Linked DNA regions of Mus musculus: all the other regions are linked to region 7. Evidence: chromatin contacts called from public Hi-C, capture Hi-C and promoter capture Hi-C data. All regions are on one chromosome and are shown on one strand. Each heading gives the region's core, a stretch centred on a gene start, on an enhancer-like site or on the middle of the called end of the contact. The rest is flanking DNA. Distances are from core to core; before and after follow the strand shown.

The links. Promoter capture Hi-C pulls out the DNA fragments that hold promoters and counts their contacts. Hi-C and Micro-C count contacts between places; a contact is called where the count stands out from the background. Capture Hi-C pulls out chosen DNA fragments and counts their contacts.
Region 1: a contact with region 7 is called in a promoter capture Hi-C map of liver, with 2.5 times the contacts expected there. The contact joins the promoter of Ric8a here to the promoter of Mob2 in region 7. A contact is called at or near these places in 2 of 39 promoter capture datasets (erythroid cells and pre-B cells) and 2 of 9 other capture datasets (adipose tissue and liver).
Region 2: a contact with region 7 is called in a Hi-C map of neutrophils, with 6 times the contacts expected there. The contact joins the promoter of Mtg1 here to the promoter of Mob2 in region 7. A contact is called at or near these places in 1 of 39 promoter capture datasets (pre-B cells), 1 of 484 Hi-C or Micro-C datasets (neutrophils) and 1 of 9 other capture datasets (adipose tissue).
Region 3: a contact with region 7 is called in a promoter capture Hi-C map of liver, with 3 times the contacts expected there. The contact joins the promoter of Dhcr7 here to the promoter of Mob2 in region 7. A contact is called at or near these places in 3 of 39 promoter capture datasets (embryonic stem cells, liver and pre-B cells), 2 of 484 Hi-C or Micro-C datasets (B cells and CD4 T cells), 1 of 115 datasets of contacts at active chromatin or transcription factors (large pre-B cells) and 3 of 9 other capture datasets (adipose tissue, liver and pancreatic islet).
Region 4: a capture Hi-C map of macrophages shows a contact between it and region 7, with 5 times the contacts expected there. The contact joins the promoter of Nap1l4 here to the promoter of Mob2 in region 7. A contact is called at or near these places in 2 of 39 promoter capture datasets (hippocampal neurons and liver) and 1 of 9 other capture datasets (macrophages).
Region 5: a promoter capture Hi-C map of liver shows a contact between it and region 7, with 5 times the contacts expected there. The contact joins the promoter of Slc22a18 here to the promoter of Mob2 in region 7. A contact is called at or near these places in 4 of 39 promoter capture datasets (the C10 cell line, hematopoietic stem and progenitor cells and liver).
Region 6: a promoter capture Hi-C map of embryonic stem cells shows a contact between it and region 7, with 2.4 times the contacts expected there. The contact joins the promoter of Kcnq1ot1 here to the promoter of Mob2 in region 7. A contact is called at or near these places in 1 of 39 promoter capture datasets (embryonic stem cells) and 1 of 484 Hi-C or Micro-C datasets (CD4 T cells).

The regions. Positions count from the first base shown.
Region 1 is chr7:140,856,105-140,858,804 of GRCm38.p6, reverse strand. It overlaps Ric8a (RIC8 guanine nucleotide exchange factor A), which reads right to left and starts at 1,408. Exons shown (of 10, transcript NM_053194.4): 1 at 1,251-1,408; 2 at 913-960; 3 at 233-823. The coding sequence starts at 1,334. It overlaps Bet1l (Bet1 golgi vesicular membrane trafficking protein like), which reads left to right and starts at 2,422. Exons shown (of 4, transcript NM_018742.5): 1 at 2,422-2,584. The coding sequence starts at 2,566.
Region 2 is chr7:140,136,185-140,138,884 of GRCm38.p6, reverse strand. It overlaps Mtg1 (mitochondrial ribosome-associated GTPase 1), which reads right to left and starts at 1,321. Exons shown (of 11, transcript NM_199301.2): 1 at 1,112-1,321; 2 at 502-566. The coding sequence starts at 1,220.
Region 3 is chr7:143,821,830-143,824,529 of GRCm38.p6, reverse strand. Dhcr7 (7-dehydrocholesterol reductase) reads right to left here and starts at 1,363. Exons shown (of 9, transcript NM_007856.2): 1 at 990-1,363. Nadsyn1 (NAD synthetase 1) reads left to right here and starts at 1,678. Exons shown (of 21, transcript NM_030221.2): 1 at 1,678-1,871. The coding sequence starts at 1,787.
Region 4 is chr7:143,547,744-143,550,443 of GRCm38.p6, reverse strand. It overlaps Nap1l4 (nucleosome assembly protein 1-like 4), which reads left to right and starts at 1,324. Exons shown (of 16, transcript NM_008672.3): 1 at 1,324-1,402.
Region 5 is chr7:143,472,388-143,475,087 of GRCm38.p6, reverse strand. It overlaps Slc22a18 (solute carrier family 22 (organic cation transporter), member 18), which reads right to left and starts at 1,299. Exons shown (of 11, transcript NM_008767.3): 1 at 1,251-1,299.
Region 6 is chr7:143,295,145-143,297,844 of GRCm38.p6, reverse strand. It overlaps Kcnq1ot1 (KCNQ1 overlapping transcript 1), which reads left to right and starts at 1,298. Exons shown (of 1, transcript NR_001461.5): 1 at 1,298-2,700. All of the region lies in intron 11 of Kcnq1 (potassium voltage-gated channel, subfamily Q, member 1), which reads right to left.
Region 7 is chr7:142,059,614-142,062,313 of GRCm38.p6, reverse strand. It overlaps Mob2 (MOB kinase activator 2), which reads left to right and starts at 1,280. Exons shown (of 5, transcript NM_028308.2): 1 at 1,280-1,329. The coding sequence starts at 1,313.

The DNA.
Region 1 (2,700 bases), core at 159-2,658, 1.2 Mb after region 7:
GGAGTTGATCCCTAGACGCTGTGCACAGCACATGTGGTGCTTTTGGCCACCTGAAGCACTGTGGAGAATACCCACCTGCAACCCCATGCACAGTGCGGCTCAGGCACCTTCCCTGAGTTCCCGCCTACACCATCCTCTAGTCCTCGCCATATCTGATACCCTGCAAGCTGAGGTACAAAGGGAAGCAAACTGTCCCACCCGAACTGAGTCTCAGCCAAGACTTCCAACCTACCTCATCAACTTCCCTCTTGACAGAGTCAAAGGTGATATTAAAGAGCACTTTGAGGATCTCCATGGCCCTCTCCGTCTCTTGGGCTGGAAGCATCACCGGAGGGTTTTCTTTGGGGGCCACGCCCAGTGTTAGTTCCAGCGCATCAGTCAGCAGGCGTACACCGTGCAGCTCCTGAAACAGTTGCTGGCGCACATCCGTGCGAAGGGCTGTTAGCAGGAAAAGGAGCCTCAAGTCAAAGAACTGGACTTCGTGGGGATAGCTCCTCTTGCGGTACAGTCCCACACGCTCCGCTAGCCTCACCACCAGGCGAGCCTCTGCTGCTAGCATCTGTGCTGTTGGACTGCTGAGCACAAGATTACACAGGCATTTGAGAGACTCGAGGAGGACATCCATGTCTGGGGACTGTGGGATGGGTTCCTCTGAGACGGTAATGTCAGCATAGCAGGCTAGTGCATGTAAGCTCTGGCGGCTGGCAAATGAGTCCAGGCAGCTGCGGTCTCGGGATAGGATTCGGATAGTCTGCAGCCAGGTGACACGGTGCTTTGGTGACAAGCCCTGCTCCAGGACGGAGACCAGTAGCTTTGCGAGTCTCTGTGGGGTCGAACAAAAGTGGTTCCACTAGGCCCTCTTCTTGGGGTCAGCCCGTGCCTGCCCTAGGAGCCCTTGGGGCTGACACCTACCTTCCTGTCCTCCTGCTGGGCATCATCGAAGGTGAAGCTCTGAGAATGCTGCAGGGAGACCCAGGAGGCTCAGATCCACATGCAGGTAGGACCCGTGCTCCTCGAGTCAGAGCAGACCTCTGAAGCAGCATCCATCGCTCTGAACCTTAAGGCAAGGCCCACCCTAGCCTCCCATACACCTGCCCCACCACACGCCACCACAGAGCCACCCGAGGGACCAGCCCACCACCCACCGCCGTGCTCCCTGCCACCACTCGCACGCACACCCCAGCCGAGTTGCGCGCACACCCCTGCTTCCTCTCTTCCTGAAATTTCCTCGGCAGCCGGATGCCTCTCACCTCCCGGTTGAACGACCGCAGAGCTTCTGTCACCGCATCTTCCTCTCCGGTCTCCAAGGCATCCGCAACTGCCCGGGGCTCCATGGCCCCTGGCACCGGGTGCTGGAAGGCTTGGGCTGGGAAGACGCAATCGGCCAAACCCCGGGGCTCCGCCCAGGTCCGGAAGCCCGGCGTCCACGCGTGAGGGATGCTGGGAGAGCAGCCGAACCCAAGGGTGTGTACAGGCGCCTCCGACTTAAGGTGGAGCAACCCGGCTGTGGTCGCTGAGCGGCTAGTCTTGGAGCGGCGATGCTAGCTAACCAGCCAGGCAGTGTCCTCCTTTTGAGCCCTCCTCTCTAGCCCGAGTTCCTGGCAGGCGGGGGGTGGGGTGGGATGGGAGGGTGGGGAGTGGGGTGTGGCTTGGCCCGCGCGTGGACCGTCCTCTTTACGCTCTTGTCCCCGTACTGTGATAAAAAAGGGAGCGCCGGCTCCTGGCCGCTTAATCAGTTGGGGAAGACGATTCTCGCGATCCAGGCCTTGGAGCTCATCTTCCATAGGGAATAGGGAAAGAGAAGTACAACGACTTGGATGGTCAAAATAATGCACGTGGTTAGCCGGGCATAGTGACGCACGCCTTCTTAAATCCCAGCACTCGAGAGGCAGAAACTAGCAGACCTATCTAAAAAGAATAGCCACCAAAGTAATACGGTTATTCTCAAGAAAATTGCAGAGAAGGAAGTGAAGAACACCCGTGGAAAAGCCACTCCCGCGAGAGGAGCAACGGAGGGGCGGCCAGCCGAGGCGTGTCTGAGGTTAGAAGCGTAGGAGCGCTGTGTAGCGGGGAGCCAGGTCCGCACGCCACTTAGCTGAGTCGGTGCCCCACAGTGACACATACAAACAGTGCTCCAGTGGATGATGTCACCCGCCGTGCTAACCGGCTCTGCCCCTACTCAGTGGCAGGCCCCGGCCGTCTCCTTCACCAGTCTCTTTCGGGTCTGCCTGTCCTCCCCATCCAGTTGGATTTAGCAGCGCCAGAGGCATCCGACTGATTTACTGAGCTGGTTCCTAGCCTCTGCTCCAAATTTGGGTCTGAACACCTGCTCCGAGTAACACCCACAGCGCAGGACTAATATTGCTGACCAATCCGTGGGTCCGAATGCTGGTGGCCCGCCCTTCCCTTATTTACATTCCCGAGAAGCACTCCAGGTCTGTTTCTTCCGCTTCAGAACCTTCTCCCGGAAGTTATTAGCCCGGAGGCGGAACCGGAAGACCCGGGTACTGGTGCCACGTCCGTTGCTGTGCTGCGAATTCCCTGAGTGGGACCCTGGAGGGCGCGATGGCAGATTGGACTCGAGGTGAGAGCACTTGAAAGGCAGTAGAGGTAGGAGGGGAAGTCTAAGTCTGGAGCTGGAGACATCGCTCGTTTCTCGGTGGAAGGACCTGCGTGGGGTGGCGCTTACGTATCCCTGGA
Region 2 (2,700 bases), core at 72-2,571, 1.9 Mb after region 7:
TCAAAGTAAACAAGAGGCTGAGACAAATAAGATATCAGATGGGCCGGGCGTAGTGGCACACGCCTTTAATCCCAGCACTTGGGAGGCAGAGGCAGGCGGATTTCTGAGTTCAAGGTCAGCCTGGTCTACAGAGTGAGTTCCAGGACAGCCAGGGCTATAAAGAGAAACCCTGTCTGGGGGGGGGGGGGGGGGAGAGATATCAGATGGGAGCCTAAAAATAAAAACACCAGCCTAGACCCCACGAGGGAGATTCTGATCTAAAAGGGCCCTAGCTATTGATGTAAAAGCCTCCCGGGAACTCTAATGTGTAATGAGAATTGGAAAACACTGCTTTATGTCCCAGTAATTACAAAAGAAGCTGTCGCAGCTGTAGACATAATGATGGACCAGAGGCAGAGCAGACTAAACTGTCTGAAGGAGATGGAGAGGAACCAGGAAAGCATCCTGCTGCTGCCTTTACAGTCGAGCAGAGGTGCTCCCCTCTACAGCGTAAAAGGATATCCTGGCGTCATGAACCTCGATAACACAATCCACCGACTTCAGACTGCTCTGCATCTTCTTTAGTCCTAGAAAATAGAGGGGCACTAAGGAAACAGCCAAAGGGGGCAAGTTTAAGTTCTCCTAGGGGAATACATCTGAGAACCATCAGTGCACACAGGGTTAAAGGAGGCAGCATTCTGAGCCACGTTCCACGGTGCCCCGATGGTTCTGGAAGGTACATTTCACACAAGATGGTCTTAATCAGGAAGTTCCTGATACTGTGCGGACTTAATACCCTCACTGCACAGAAACACTGAGGCTCCGCACCGCAACTGCCACCTGTCCACTCACACTCCCGGCGCCTTTTCTGCCACACACTATAATCTCGCATGGCTGCGGCAGCCAAGACCACAGCAAACAGCAGCCTAGGACCGCACTACGTCTACAGCTGCCTGGGGCCAAGTTGTGACCTATAAACTCAGACATCAGCTTGCATGTGACTTAAAGGGACCACTCAGTGCGTCTCAAAAGTATCAAGCACAAAACAGCTCTCCAACCCGATGCCAGGAAGGCGAACCAAGGAACCGCCAGGACCGGCGCCCGTGCCGCCTGCAGCCCATGCTGGCCTCACCCTTGGCCATGTGGCCGGGGAACCAGCGTGCTACATCGTGACCTTGCAGAGGGAAGCACTCGCGCCAAGCGCCCCGGACGGCACCCCATGCCTGCGGCCACAGCCTCATGTCACTGGTGTCGGAAGAGTTCGCAGTCGGACCGCCTCCGCCAGGGCCTGGATCTGCTCACAGGGTTCCGGCGCGCCTGGGTTCCGTGCGCGACTGCGCATGCGCCTGACTCGAGCACTCTGGGATAAGCAGGGGCACGGGGTTGGCCCGGTAGTGCTCCATTCTCAGGATTCCTGAGCTTATGTGAGGTTCTTTTCAGGGATTTGAAGATAGTCTCCTTTTTTTTCTTTTGGAAAGACGATATATATATATAAAATATTATATTTGCTCTTATGTTGTGGTTGCGCACACTTTTTATCCCCAGCACCAGAGGCAGAGGCCAGTAAGTGGCTCTCAGTGTGCTTGAGACCAGCCTGGTGGATTCCAGAGCCAGTGCTACATGGTAAGACAGAGAAAAACAACAACAAAAAGACTCAATTTCATTTATTTATATTTTTTCTCATTTTTAATAGGTATTTTCCTCATTTACATTTCCAATGCTATCCCAAAAGTTCCCCATACCCACCTTCCCACTCCCCTTTTTTTGCCCTGGCGTTCCCCTGTACTGGGGCATATAAAGTTTGCAAGTCTAATGGGCCTCTCTTTCCAGTGATGGCCTACTGGGCCATCTTTTGATACATATGCAGCTAGAGACAAGAGCTCCGGGGTACTAGTTAGTTCATATTGTTGTTCCACCTATAGGGTTGCAGTTCCCTTTAGTTCCTTGGGTGCTTTCTCTAGCTCCTCCATTGGGGGCCCTTTATATTTTTATTTGAAGTGTCTGTGTATGCCATGTGTTAGCGGATACGCCCAGAAGCCAGTGGATCCTCTGGACCTGGAATTACAGGGGCTTTTGAGTTGTTTGACTGGGTGCTGAGAATTGAACTTCAGTCCTGTGCAATAGCAGCAATCATTCTTAACCTCCAAGCCATCTCTCCAGTCCCAATCTGGAGATTTTTCACTATATTCCAAATCTTTCAGGTTTGAGGATATATAGCATGGAGGATAACAAGCTGGCCTGGCCTAGCATGCCCAAGATTCTAGGGTTTCATAGGGAAGCCAGAAGAAATTGGGCTGCTGGCAATGAAGATGTGGCTTCTCCATGGTGGGAAATTGGCCTAGAAATTTAAACTTAAAATCTAGGCACATTTTTCTTCCTTTTGAGACAATATCTCACTTTGTAGCCTACGCTACCAAAACTCAGGCAGGTGTGACAGCACACACCAGTAATCCTAGCATATGAGAGATTTGAGGCAAGAGGGTCAGGAACTCAGGGTCAGCCTGAGCTTCATGAGGCAGTCTAAAAAAAGTCGTCTTTCTCCCTCGTATACTCATATAAATCAATGTAAGGAAATTGAGTTGTCCCCTATCAGTTCCCGGGCCTGCCTTAGAACTTTCAAGTGTTACACACACACACACACACACACACACACACACACACCTGTAATGCCTCCATTTTCAAGTGTGACATTTTAATGTAACTGTTATAAATACCGACTAC
Region 3 (2,700 bases), core at 114-2,613, 1.8 Mb before region 7:
AAGTCCAAGGATCTAGCAGTTACTCAGTCTCACGCAGCAAGCAGGCAAAGGAGCAAGAGCAAGAGCTAGACTCCCTTCTTCCAATGTCCTTATATTGTCTCCAGCAAAAGGTGTAGCCCAGATTAAAGGTGTGTTCCACCACACCTTTAATCCCAAATGAAAGGCATAGCCCAGATTAAAGGTGTGTTCCTTAACTCGGAGATTAAATCTTCTGGAATCCATAGCCACTATGGCTCAAGATCTTCAAACCAAGATCCAGATAAGGATCTCCAAGCCTCCAGATAAGGGTCACTGGTGAGCCTTCCAATTCCGAATTGTAGTTCATTCCAAATATTGTCAAGTTGACAACCAGGAATAGCCACTACAATACACTAGCAAGATTTTATCGAAAGGACCCAGATGTAGCTGTCTCTTGTGAGACTATGCCGGGGCCTAGCAAACACAGAAGTGGATGCTCACAGTCAGCTAATGGATGGATCACAGGGCTCCCAATGGAGGAGCTAGAGAAAGTAGCCAAGGAGCTAAAGGGATCTGCAACCCTATAGGCGGAACAACATTATGAACTAACCAGTACCCCGGAGCTCTTGACTCTAGCTGCATATGTATCAAAAGATGGCCTAGTCGGCCATCACTGGAAAGAGAGGCCCATTGGACACGCAAGCTTTATATGCCCCAGTACAGGGGAACGCCAGGGCCAAAAAGGGGGAGTGGGTGGGTAGGGGATTGGGGGTGGGTGGGTATGGGGGACTTTTGGTATAGCATTGGAAATGTAAATGAGCTAAATACCTAATAAAAAATGGAAAAAAAAAGTTGTATCTACTTTGATTGGTGTTACCCAAACGCAAAAGGGACAGGAATGAGAAAGGGCTCAGGTTGATGCACAGGGAATCCAGACTGCTGTGAGCCAAAGAAGCAGGACACACCCATTCCCTCTGTGAGCTCTCTGTGAGCTCCTACTGACAAAATTGACACAAATTAACTGAACACACCTGCGAAGTGGAAACTTTGAGAGATCCCTTCCATCAGACTGGCCTGTGCTTGTCTGTGGAGCATTTTCATAACCGATGATTGATGTGACGGCCTTGGCCCACTGTGGGTGGCGCTACCCCTGGCTGGTGGTCCTCAGTGGTGCAAAAAAAAAAAAAAAACAGGCTGAGTAAGCCTTCAAGCAAGCCAGTGGGCAGAAGTCCTCTTTGGTCTCTGCTTCAGTTCCTGCCTCAACTTCCCTTCATTACAGACTATGAGCTATAAGGTGAAGTGAGCCCTTTTCCTCCCCAGCTGCTTTTTGCCACGTGTTCATCACAGCGACAGAAAGCAAACCTGACATTACTTTTGGTGGCAGAAAACAAGCCTTTCATGACCTATCAAAAGTCGCTCAGATGGCAAAGGAAATGATCCAGGACGCTCTGACCTTGGGCAACAGCGGGACGCTGAGACAACCTTACTGCGCAGGCGCTCCTTAGGGCCCTACTTTAAAGGGTGCGCTTTGTGCAGGATCTCCGCGGGGGCGGGGTCTCACGGAAGGGCGCGCACTGCGAAAGTGAGAAGGGGTGTGGCTGTGGAGGGCGAAAGGACGGGGCTTCCGGGTAAGACACGGTCTGCGCCGGCGCAGTTCTGGAGGCGGTGCAGAAGCTGGGCTATGACGGCAGAGGGGCGGGGCTATGGCGAGCCGTGGGGAGGGGCCTCTAGGAAACCAAGCTACGCAGGCGTAGACCGGACAGTCCGGCTAGTATCTTCCCTGTGGTCTCCGTTATTACACCGTCCCAGCCTGGAACCTGTAACCAGCATGGGCCGGAAAGTGACCGTGGCCACCTGTGCACTCAATCAGTGGGCCCTGGACTTTGAGGGCAATTTCCAGAGGATTTTAAAGAGTGAGTTTTGGGGTGGCGGGAGACAGGAAGAAGTCAAAGTCCACAATGGGTAGGACATGGCAGTCCAGGCCAGCTTTGCCCAGGAGAGACTCACAGCGCTGGGCGTGGGAACAGATAGAAGGGTAATGCTTGGTGAGCTTTCAGGGCGACTTCCTAATTTGGGGGACATGTGAGGAAGCAAGGCAAGAGTGGAAATAGGAGTGCCCTGCCAGCCAGGCAGACACTGCCCTCATCCATCCTCTAGGATCTGGTGGGTCTCTCTAAGGTTACCTGGGGCAGGGCTGCGCATTCTTGGAACTGTTTCATTGAGATCTAGGCGTTTGCAAAGACTAGAGATCCGTGTTCTAGGGCTCCTGAGGACATTCCTCATGGATTGGCATTGGGAGAAGGCATACTGAAGCCAGAAGAGGTCTCAGGTCAGAGAAGGGTGTTGGCGTTCCATATACCTGTATTGTTGACATTCAGGTCAGCTCATCATTGCCCCCAGAAGATAGAACTGGGGATACTCTGTGCCCAGCTGCAGACTGCTCACCTCAGGTTATCCGTGCTGGAAGCCTCTGCAGGAAGGCTAAATAGGAAAAACAAGAAACAAGCAAAACAACAAGAAAAACCCAAATGTATTATTTATTTCATGTACATATGCACGCCATAATGTGCATGTGGAGGTCAGAGGACAACCTGCAGGAGTCAGCTGTCCTCTTCCACCTTGTGGGTCTGAGTGAGCAGTTCTCAACCTGTGAGCCACAACCCCTGTGAGGGCCAAATGACTCTTGGGCAAGGGTCAAATATCAGATATCGAGCCTCTCAGATATTTACATTATGGTTTATA
Region 4 (2,700 bases), core at 75-2,574, 1.5 Mb before region 7:
AGGGCATCCTGGTCTACAGATCGAGTTCCAGAACAGCTAGGGCTACACAGAGAAACCCTGTCGTGGAAAAGCAAAACCAGCCACTAACCAATCAAAATGTCAGGAAAAAAAAATGTATGTCAGAAAAAAATGTAAGTAAAAACATACGAGCTTATTTACTTTCCTTAATTTTGTAAGCGAAACTGTTTATACATAGTTCCAATTTAAGAATGAAAGAGAAGTAATACAGAAAAACAATGCTGTAGACCTTCTGGCCTTCAGTAACCACACTTCATTTTAAGTTTTTGTTTTTCAGACAGGGTTGCATGTTGCTCAGACTGGCCCCACACTGGCTACATAGTTGGAAGTGACAAACTGCTCATTCTGTCACCTGTATCTCTTATCTCAGAAGTACTGGGATTGAAGGCATGCATGTTGCACCATACCCAGCTTTGTTTCCAACTGCCCTGTTCGTAGAATTTGTTAGGAAAACACACATTATCTGCAAGCAAGTTATTTATTCTTATCAGATGTTGTCTATTGCTTCAATGAAAACACCATGACCAAAAAGCAAGTTAGGGAGGAAAGGGTTTATTTGGCTTACACGTCTATATTGCTGTTCATTACTGAAGGAAGTCAGGATAGGAACTCAAGCAGGGCTGGAACCTGGAGGCAGAAGCTGATGCACAGGCCATGGAGGGGTGCTGCTTACTGGCTTGTGCAGCTTGCTTTCTTACAGACACCACCAATAAGCCCAGGGGTGGTACTACCCACAATGGGCTGGGTCCTCTCCCACCAATCATTGAGAAAATGCCTTACAGTTGGATCCTATGGAGGCATTTTCTCAAAGCTCCCTCCTTTCAGATAACTCTAGTTTGTATCAAATTGACACACAAAACCAGCCAGTACAGATGTGCTGAACTTTTCTATCAGAAGGGTAGTCCCATGCCAGGCAGGCACTGTAGACAGAGGGTCAGAAGGCCTTGAGAAGTAGGCGGTGCTTTTCCCAGGCCGGGGGAAGGCAGGGAGTTGTAAGTAATCTGGAAAGAGCGTTGCCGATGTGGTCCAGGAAGCTCAAACCCTAGAGGTTGTAACAAGCCCAAAGTCCTACACGCGCGCCCAGCAGCCCCTTTAAAGAAGCACGAACTGCGCGTGCGCCGGAACACACGTCACTACTCTAACTACATATAGCTCGCGGGCTTAGGCTGGACGCCGTGCTCCCTCAACAGATTTTGATTGGATACCGCCTTTCCTAGTGCCTGGTGCAGTTGATAAACAGCTCTATTGTCCATTCGTCGCCCGTTTTGCTCGCAGAGGGTGGAGCCCGGCGATACGGCCAATGGCAGGTGGTTTTGTTGGCGACCACGGCGGTGCAGCCCCGGAGCGAGCTTAGGACAGGCGCCACTGCCGCAGGAGGCGCGAGGTGCGGTGCTGGCGGGTAACGGCGCGGCGGGCGGCTGGCGAGGGACTGGGGCGGAGGAGGCGGAGACGGGGAGGAGTGGGCGGCGCGGGCAGGCCGACGCGCCATGGCGGCGAGCAGAGGCGGGCGGCGACCGGGTCAGAGGTCCGGGTGGCGGGTGGCGGCGGATGGCGGGCCGGTCCCTCCTCCGTGCAGCCCCGCCCCCGGCTGAAGGTCAGCGCGCTTTGTTCCCGCCGCCCGAGAACCCACGCGAAGCGGCGCAGGCGGTTCCTTGAGAGGACAAGGCCTCCCCAGCGAGGTGGGCCTGGGTACGCCTCGTCTCAGACCGCGCCTGGGAAGGAAGGGGTCTACTGGGCCGCCGCCTCGCCCTTCCGGGCTTTGCATGCTCTCCGCACAGTGCCCCGGTCTCTGAGCCAGACCTCACTCTCTGAGCCTGCGGTGGAGGCGGAGCCAGCCTAGTGACACACACTGAGCCTTCAGACCCGGGCGCCCCTAACGGGTTCAGGGTCGTCAGCAGTACCCCTTCTTCCGAGGGTATCCTTGGGGCAAGTTGGCCCGCACTTCCTCCAACTCTGCTTCGCTGCCTCTTGGAGGAATTTCCGCGGTAGCTTCCGGCGCGTGCGCTGCGGTAACGAGCATATGCATATTCCACAGCAAAAAGACTCAAGTTTAAGTTTTTGGTCCAAAAGTTAAATGCTTTTAAGTTACTGCCGCCTTCCTGTCATAGTAGTTGCTTCCTCTCGGTGACTAATCTCCGCTTACTACACACCAGGGGCTCCTTTAAGCTCCTGACGTGTCTTAACTCATTCACAATAGTACGTGATGTAGGTGCAACAGGCTGACTGTGCATTAGCAAGAAACGCCTGGGTTTTGAAGTGGTTCGGTTTGTGGAATATTTGTAGGTCTGACAGATGAGCGTACCTAATCTGGAAATCCAAAATGTGCTCGAAAAGAAGTGGGTTTTGGGACGTTCTGATTTCTTTTCTTCTTCTTCTTTTTTTTTTTTTTTTTTTGGTATAGGAGTATTCGACCTGTATTGCAAATTAAGTCCCTGATAGGTTAAGTGTGATGGTACCTTGCATCTAAATTCAAATAGATTTAATCTGGCTCAGTTTTAATAATAAATGTTTATTATTAAATAAATAACGTATTGAAACAAATATTCAGATGAACAGTAAGATTCAGAGAAAGCAGGGCTTTGATAGGACTAGAGTATAGTTCACCTGTCGGGTAGTCTACAGCTGTATCATTTTAACTAAAGTAGATGCTGTAAAACTCAGTTGTCGGTCTCAACCCCCCCC
Region 5 (2,700 bases), core at 50-2,549, 1.4 Mb before region 7:
CCACTTCACCAGGGCTAGTTCTCCCGCCCCGGAGCTCGCTCCACCCACCCTGGGATCTGGGCTAGCCCGCAACACAGTCTCTGAGCATTCATTGGCCAATCAAGACACGCCTCCTGAGGCTCCCCCCCCCCCCCCACGGGGCTTGCGAGGTTCCCAGTGTTAAGCCTCAGCCCTGCCCTGGACTCTGGTTCCAAGGAAGTTGGAATTCTGACCACTCAAGCACCACAGGGTGTTCATTTAGGGTTGGAGAGTGAAGACTAGGAGAAGAAGGAGGAGGAAGAGGAGGGGGTATGGCTCTGGGATCCAGAAGAAGGGAAAGCAGAAGCCAGGAGAGGCACAGTGATACTACACTTGTGTGGGCAGTTCTTGTGCTCCAAATCTCTCTCCACTGACCAAAAGGCTTCTGGAAGCTATAGAAATGCCCCTCCCCCTGTCTGTCCTGTTCTCACATTTCTGGAGGGTCAACACTCTGGCCCTGACCAGTACTATCCATATTCATTCATCTTCAGACAGATTGATCACTGCTAGGAAACCAGACGCTCTTTTACACGCCCACCCCACCTCTCTACCTTGCAGCCGAGTAGGGTCAAGTCACAGGCCACAACATGAAAATCAGATCTCCTTTGCTGCATGCACACCCCAGCTCAGCAGATCAGAAAAGGGAGGAACTGGGACAGGGTGCCCAGGGATGCCCAGTGAGAACATGTCTCAAACTGGGCAGTTAGAGGCATGGCTATTGGCATTCTAACCAATGGATCAGGCCCAAGGCTCTGTCTGTCCCCAGGTATGTGCCGTATGCTTGGGGTAGATTCCACCTTGAAAATTGGGATGGGAGATGTGTTGCAGGTGTGGATGTTAAGTGTTCTCAGTTCCTCTGCCAAGAGGTTGTAGGAACCCATCCCAGCTCCCGGAGGGTTGGAGGAGACCCAGTTAGCCAGGGCTTCCATGAGGGATGAGAGGGAGGCTGATTATGGAAAGGAGAGGACTCTGAGGCCAGGAATCTCAGGACTCCTGGGGTCCAGAGTCCAGGCCCTTCTGAAGTCCATGGGGGTAGAAGTGAGGGATAGTTCCTGTCAGGTCAGCTCCCTGATGGGGTTAATTCTTACCTAGTGTGCAGGTGACATCTTTATTGGTGTCAGGGTTTTGGGGGCAGAGCTTGGGGGTTGAGTAAGACTGCCTCAGGATAGTTTGGGGAAGGCCAAAGGTCCTCCAGCGTTCATAATAAACAGCAATGGGAGCAGGCTACTTACCCACAAGCAGAGCTTGCAGTTGTGGGGGAACCGGCAGGCCAGGCCGAATGATTCTAGCTTTTGTGCTTGTTCTGAACAGGCTCCAGAGGGGTGGGGCACTTCCTGGTTGTGAGGGAGTGTGGTAAAATTGCCCTTCTGGCTAGAGAGGAACAGGGAACCCTAGAACCTGGGATCACCTCCTGAAGAGGAAGTAGCTTTCTCTAGGGATCAATATCACTCACATGAGGCCACTGTTCTGCCAAGGGGACCAACCCAGGCTGCTGTAGGAAGGGCTGATTCTTATCTGGAGCCAGGTTGGGAGGCAGCTTCCCAGTGGGGTCCTAAGGAGAAGCACAATGTATCAGGTGTAGGAAGGGTAAGTCAGGCAGTAAGAACAGTGTGGCAGGGCATAGGGGTGAGCTCAGGCAACTGAGAACACCTGATAGGGCTTAGACTTAGGGGGTCCTGCGGGGTTAGGGGCAAAAATAGAGGGGTGTGAGCATGGCCACAGGTGCAGAGAAAGTGACTACTGTGTGCTGGTGTTCAGGATAGCCCGGAGCTTCCCCAAGAAGAGAGATGCTGCCTATATGATTTCCTGGGCCTAATGATGTGTCTATGAAGCAGGAACCTCCTTCATCCATAACCATTGAGTACCTACTGTGTGCAGGTGACCTATTTAGTGGATATCATTTGTTTATTTTTGCCAATTTCATACATGTATACAATGTATCTTGTTTGTATGCACACTTAACTTTCTCTTCCCATTTCCCCTCTAATAACCTCCAATATACCCCTTTCTTCTTTCATTCTCTCTGTCTCTGTCTCTCTCTATTTCTCCTCTCTCTTTCACTTTAGAGTTCCGTGAGTGCCACTTGTTAGACTGTTGACTGATGCTATTGCCTTGATCTTGTTGAGGTAGCTATGGCTACAGTGAATTCCTTCCCATCCTCTGGCTCTTACAGTCTTTCTGTCCCCTGAACCTTGGAGGTCAGGTTGATGCAGATGCCCCATTTAGGGCTGAGCTGTCCACAGTCACTCATTCAGCACTGAGTTATGAATTTCTTCCTCAACTGTTGCTCACTGCAGAGAAGCTTCCCTGGCTAAGACTAAGAACAGCACTAGCCTTTGTCTACAAACGAACATTTAGAAGGGAGTTTGATGACATTCACTTAGCAAGACAACAGGAGTAGATTCCCTAGAGCCTATGACCGCCCCCCCCCCCCACGCCATATTTTGACTGAGTTCACAGTACCAGGGATGAATTTCCTGCTGTAGAGCAGGACTTGGTCCAAACCAAGAGTGATTGGTTACCCCCAGACCATTTGCACTGAATCTGCACATCTTGCTTGGTGGGTTGGTGTTGTAGCATGCAGGGTTGGCTGCTGGGTAAGACCACGGATGGCTTTTCTCTCCCTGTGGCCTGCTAAGCACCATCCAGCACTGTGAAAGCCAGCCAGCAGGCTTTCAGGCT
Region 6 (2,700 bases), core at 49-2,548, 1.2 Mb before region 7:
GGGGTACCAAGCTAGGAGTAGCTTCTGAGGGTAAAAAGGAACTGTCTGTTGCTAGAGGATGACACCAGTTTCTCTTTTCTCCAGCTAAATAACAACAGGAGAAAAAAAGAGAAAAAGAACAGAAAAGAAAAAGAAAAAGAAAAAAAACCCAAACCTAAAAACCGTGCCTTCCCCTCCTTCCCCCACATATACTCAGTCATCTTTGGCAAGAGAGCTTCCTGGCTGTTTTTGTAGACATATATTTTCAGCAAAAGCAGTTAAGATGTATGGCTTCCTTGCGTGCTTTAGATGACCACACCCTGGCCTGTTCACAGGACTGGCTCTCCCTCCCCTTCCCCTAAATCCTGTTTGAAGTCAATTCTGGGTAGGGGTGGTTTGGAGAATATACCCAGAGTTCCACATGCTAAAACTATAGTTTGCACAGAAATCTGCATTCCCCCCCCTCGCCCCAGGCTTGCTTATGAATCCTGGGCAAGTGGATTGTCCCCCAAATCTGGCATTTTGTCAAGTTTCTCCAGGCTTTAGGTCAATGCTAGATACAGGGTGGTGCGTAGACAGTGTTAGTCAAATAAATGCATGGATAAGTAAGTGGACAGAGTGGAAACGATCCTGAACACTCCAGTGACAGGGCCAGGAACCAAGAGAATCTGGAGGATGGGTCGAGTGGCTGGGGTCTAACCTCAGGACTATCATTACCTAGTTTTATAACATGGGCAGACCCAGGGCCCCCTCCTTTTCATAAGTAAGATAGCCCCAAGACTTTCCTTACTTGGTGATTAAAAAAAAAAAAACAAGCAGGGTGGCCTCCTTGTGTGCTTTAGATGACCACACCCTGGCCTGCACAGTAGGATTCCATGGGACAGCTGAGAGGGTGGATTGCTTTTTTGCATCCCAAGGTCAGGCCAGAGCCAGGGGCATACTCATCTTTGGCCATGAAACCGTTTAGGTACATTGGCTGCCTCAGGTATCTGCCCTGTACTGCATTGAGGTTGGTCTCACACTTATTCAGAGTTAAGAACCCCAGGTTCAGCTAGGAAGGGATGAGGAAGGTAGGCCTTAAGGGGTGGTGGACCCAGCAGGCTAGGTCGTACAATCCTGTACAAGCTCACCCAATCCAAATGCTGGAGACATCAGGCTGTTTCCTCTTGGCCAATAAAAATAGTCAGCACAGAGCTATCTGTATCCAGCCTATCATGAGGAAGAGCTCCCTAGTCATTATTCAGCATCTGTCCAATCAACAGTGTCGTGGCTGCCACGTCACCAAGGTCTTGGTAGGTGGCCTAGCCGTTGTCGCTAGGAGGAACAGTTGCCTCAGCACGTCTGCGCAGCTTTCCTTGCGGCGCCCCTCCGCGTGGTCTATGATGGTGCATTTTGGTCCAGTCAGGCCCGGTGTGGTCGGCCTCATTTTGGATTACTTCGGTGGGCTTCTCCTCGGCGTGGTTACGGTCTAGTACACCTTAGTGTGCTTTTCTCTGCATGGTCCTTCCCAGCGTGGCTCGTCTCAGCAGCGTGGTTTTCATCCGTGTGATCGTCCTCTGCATGGTTTTTCACGGTGAGGTCATATCAGCCAGCCACCAGCCTCAGCATATTTGTCCACAGTTCTTTTGGAGCTGCCTCTGCTCGGATCACTTGAGCACTACACCTCAGTCCCGACTAGCCATCCTCAGTGTGCTTTGCTCAACGCGATCCTCCTCAGTGTTTGTCCTGAGCCTAGACCTCCATGGTGAGGTCTTATCTTGTTTCGTCATGGTGGTCGGCGATATGGTCCGATCTGCCTCAGCAATTGGGTCACTTCCGTGTGGATCGTTTCAGCACGGATCACTCCAGCGCGGTCGGCTGCCTTGGCGCGATCCACTTGGCTTCTCAGCATTTTTTTTTAGCCTGCTGGGTTCTCTCAGTTTTTCTTCAACACGCTTCTTTTCCCTCTGTGTGATTCTACTTGGAGAGCTTTTCTGTTCAGCTTGGTTCCCAGCGCTTCTTTTTCTCGGCATGGTTCTCCTAGGTATGGTTTTTTTCTCAGCGCGGGTTTCTTCTCTGAGTCAGCACGGCACAAGTCGCAAGTCCGCGTGGCCGCGCTCATCATAGCCTCCCCCTCCTCGCGGCAAGCACTCACGGCCAGAAGCAGAGGTGATTCGTGCCGCGCTTTCGCGGCTGGGCTCCATCTTCGTTTTGCCGCAGTGGCTCCGTATTCGTTTTGCAGTTACGGCTCGGTCCTCGTTTCACGGCCGGTCCTCGTTTCACGGCCGTGGCTCAGTTCTCGTATTTTGCGTCCACGTCCCCATCTTTGTGGCCCAGGCTTACAGAAGCAGGGGTGGTCTTGAGGCCCTTTGAGCCCCGAGGTCGGTCGAGTCCCAAGGTGAGTGGCCTAGGACACCGGCTCAGGCCTTCGGATTCTAAACCCCGGGCCGAGTCAGAACGCACTGGAGCTGAAACCGAATCGGGTCTGGAGACCCCTGAGCTTTGTAGCCCGGTGTGGCCAGCACCAAGGTAGTGAGTGGAGTACGTGTTGTTATGTGGTAGCTGTTTTAATGCTGAGAGTGAGGGGCTCCGTTCGGAATGTTCGCGCATGGTGGGGGAAGGGTATCGTGGAACTGAGGCTGGGGAAGGCTGCTTATTCGGAGTTTTGAACCGAGTTGTGATCTAGCTCTTGGATCCGAGTTGGGTGTGTGTATGTGTGGGTCTACAGTGGTTCCGAGTCTA
Region 7 (2,700 bases), core at 31-2,530:
CATTATTATTTCAGTTTCATCTCAGGTATTTTTTGCTGATAAAACTGCAACCCCACCCACTCCCAGTGCCTGACTGTTCATGCTATAAAGAAGGAATGGACTGGACATTTCCCAGCATCCTGGAATGGTTCTTTGGGGAAGGTGAATCCCATTTCAAGTATATGACAGCTGTATTACAGCAGGCAGTTGGCCTGAAGGTGTTATCTGTCTGGTGCCTGATATTCATGACACTCTATTGAAGACACTAGTGAGTTAGGTTGTTGTGATCCTTCTGCTCAACTGTGTGCTCCTGCAAGCATCTCTCCAGTGTAGAGAATAGAGAGTCAGCCTTTCAAAAAGTATTCAATGAGTTCCTAGTACTGGTCAGGCTCTGGAAAGAGCGGACAATAGGAGAGATACCCTGGATCATGAAGAGACTTACTCGCTGGAGAGAAGTATCCTGGATAATAGAGGCTCACCCAGGAGCCAGAGGGTACAGCACATAGAGGAAGGGAACAGATGGGGATTGAAGGGGACAATCATGTCCACTGGGGCGGGCAGCTGGGATGCAAATGAACGGCCAGCAAAGCTAAGGGACACAGAAGAGGCAAGTGTGGTCAGAACAGTTCTGGCAGAGGCACTAGGTGTGGGCAAAAGATGATAACAGTGGGAAGATGGACATCAGGAGGGATGTAAGCAGCAAGGGGTGAGGCACTGCAGAGGAAAGGAACACATCCTGCAGAGCAGAGGAACTCCGATGTTCCAGCCTGGGGGGTCTGGATACTCCCAGGTCTGGGATACTGGGGTCAGGGATACTCAGGTCCCAGGAACTTCAGACTCCCACGGGTCTGTGCATTCCACAGATTCAGGCACGCTGGTGGTAAGGTTCACTCCTGGGGTCAAGGCACTCTATAGTGTCCTAACACTAGAGGTGTGCAACACCGGGGTCACTCTAGAGACACCGGGGGTGTGATACTCCAGGATCCAGGGCACTGCGCAATGACAGGCAGTTTGCGAGTCCGAGGCACTCTGGAGTTCCGGGCGTCTGGGTTTCTGGGGCCCTCTGAAGTTATTCTCACTCTGGTGATCCAGAAACTCTGGATGGTCTTCAGATACAGGATGCTCCTGGGTCTCGAAGCCCCGAGGTTGGCGATGGGGAAAGGTCCTGACACTCCAGAACAGGTACTCGGGACATCGCCGCAGGGGCCGCTGGGACTACGCGTCCCAGCAAGCCGTGCGCGCGTCACGTCCGGCAGCGGGCGGGAGCCATCGAGTGTTTACTTCCGGCCGCCGGCGGGGCTGAGGCCGAGCGAGGCGCGGGCTCCGCGCAGCCATGGACTGGCTCATGGGGTGAGTGGCGGAGGACGGCGTAGCGCGGCGCTGCGCGGGGCGGCGGCGAACGTAGGGAGCGTAGGGCGGCGGGCAGCGGGTTCCAGGAGGGGCCGGGGCACGGAAGGACGGCCAGCCGCTGCGGGGTGCTGGGAGGCCGGGCAGGCGGCCGGCCGGCCGGCCGGCGGGAGAGAGGCCCGGTCCCCGAGGCGCTGTCCCGAGAGGCCGCGGTCCCTCGCCGCGAATCGACGGGCCGCGAGTCGGGCACCTGGCACTGTCGGTCGTCGGTCTTCGCGGGGCCTGCGAAAGTTCTTCCGCCCAAGTGACTTTCTTCCAATTTACTTTTGAGGAGAGTGAGAGGCGGGCGCTCCTAGCCGCGCGCGCTCTCCCGGCGGCTCGGTTCTCGACCCTGTGGCGGTGTCCGCGGCCCTGCTGTGGGGTCCGTATAATCCTGCTGGACCACAGAGAGAGCCGGCCTTCGGCTTCGGCAGTACGAGGGCTGCGCGGGACTCTGGAGATAGAAGCGGGGAAGGCGGAGGAAAGTGTAGTGGTGGCACTGTCAGGACGTCTGAGGCTGTTTGACCTCCCAGTGCTGCAACCTAGGGAGACAGCGGACTAAGTGAGCAGCCCCAGGGATAATCAAGAGACTAAGGGAGGCCGGGAGCCACATAGTGCCACTCAGGACGTTAAGTGTGGGTGACACGGGGGACTAGGCGGAGGCTCATCTTATTTCTTCAAGAGGAAGCCCTGTCACTGGTTCCTATCTGCTTCCTAGCTATGTGGTCCTCTCTAGACTTTTTTGTAATGGATCGTCTGTCAGATGGAAGCTGTGAAATCTGCAGTACAGGTTTACTGAAGGGTTAACTGAGGTAAGGGCCAGCACATGTTTTGCATATGGTAAGCTTGGCAGATGTTATGTCCTGGCCTTTAACAAGGTCTCTGAAGCCCAGGGGTTTTAAGCATAGGACACATATTTGAAACCAGCCTATTCCAGACCATTCTTCCTTTGTGCACTTGTGGAGAGGGCCAGCACTTGACTATAACTTGGCCAAGGTATGGTTTCACTGCAAGTGAACTAGATCTGTCAGCTTGGTGACTGAGGAAGCTGACCACTGCTGTATGTGTAATTTTTCCAGGCTCATACCCATCCAGGTGCTTTTTGCTTGGAGGCTGACCAGAAGCCAGTCGTTAAACTCCTCTGTCCCTCTTTCATAGTATTACTATAAAAGTAGGAAGAATGGAAGTTGCAGAGTGAGCCTTCAGAGGACATCCCCCCGCGCCCCCCCCCCCCCATCTACTCCACTTTGTCTTCTGATCCCTGGTGAGAGCTGACAAAGTAGTCGGGAGTGAAGCCATTTTTTGCTTCAGAGTACCCACTGTTTGCTCAGGGCT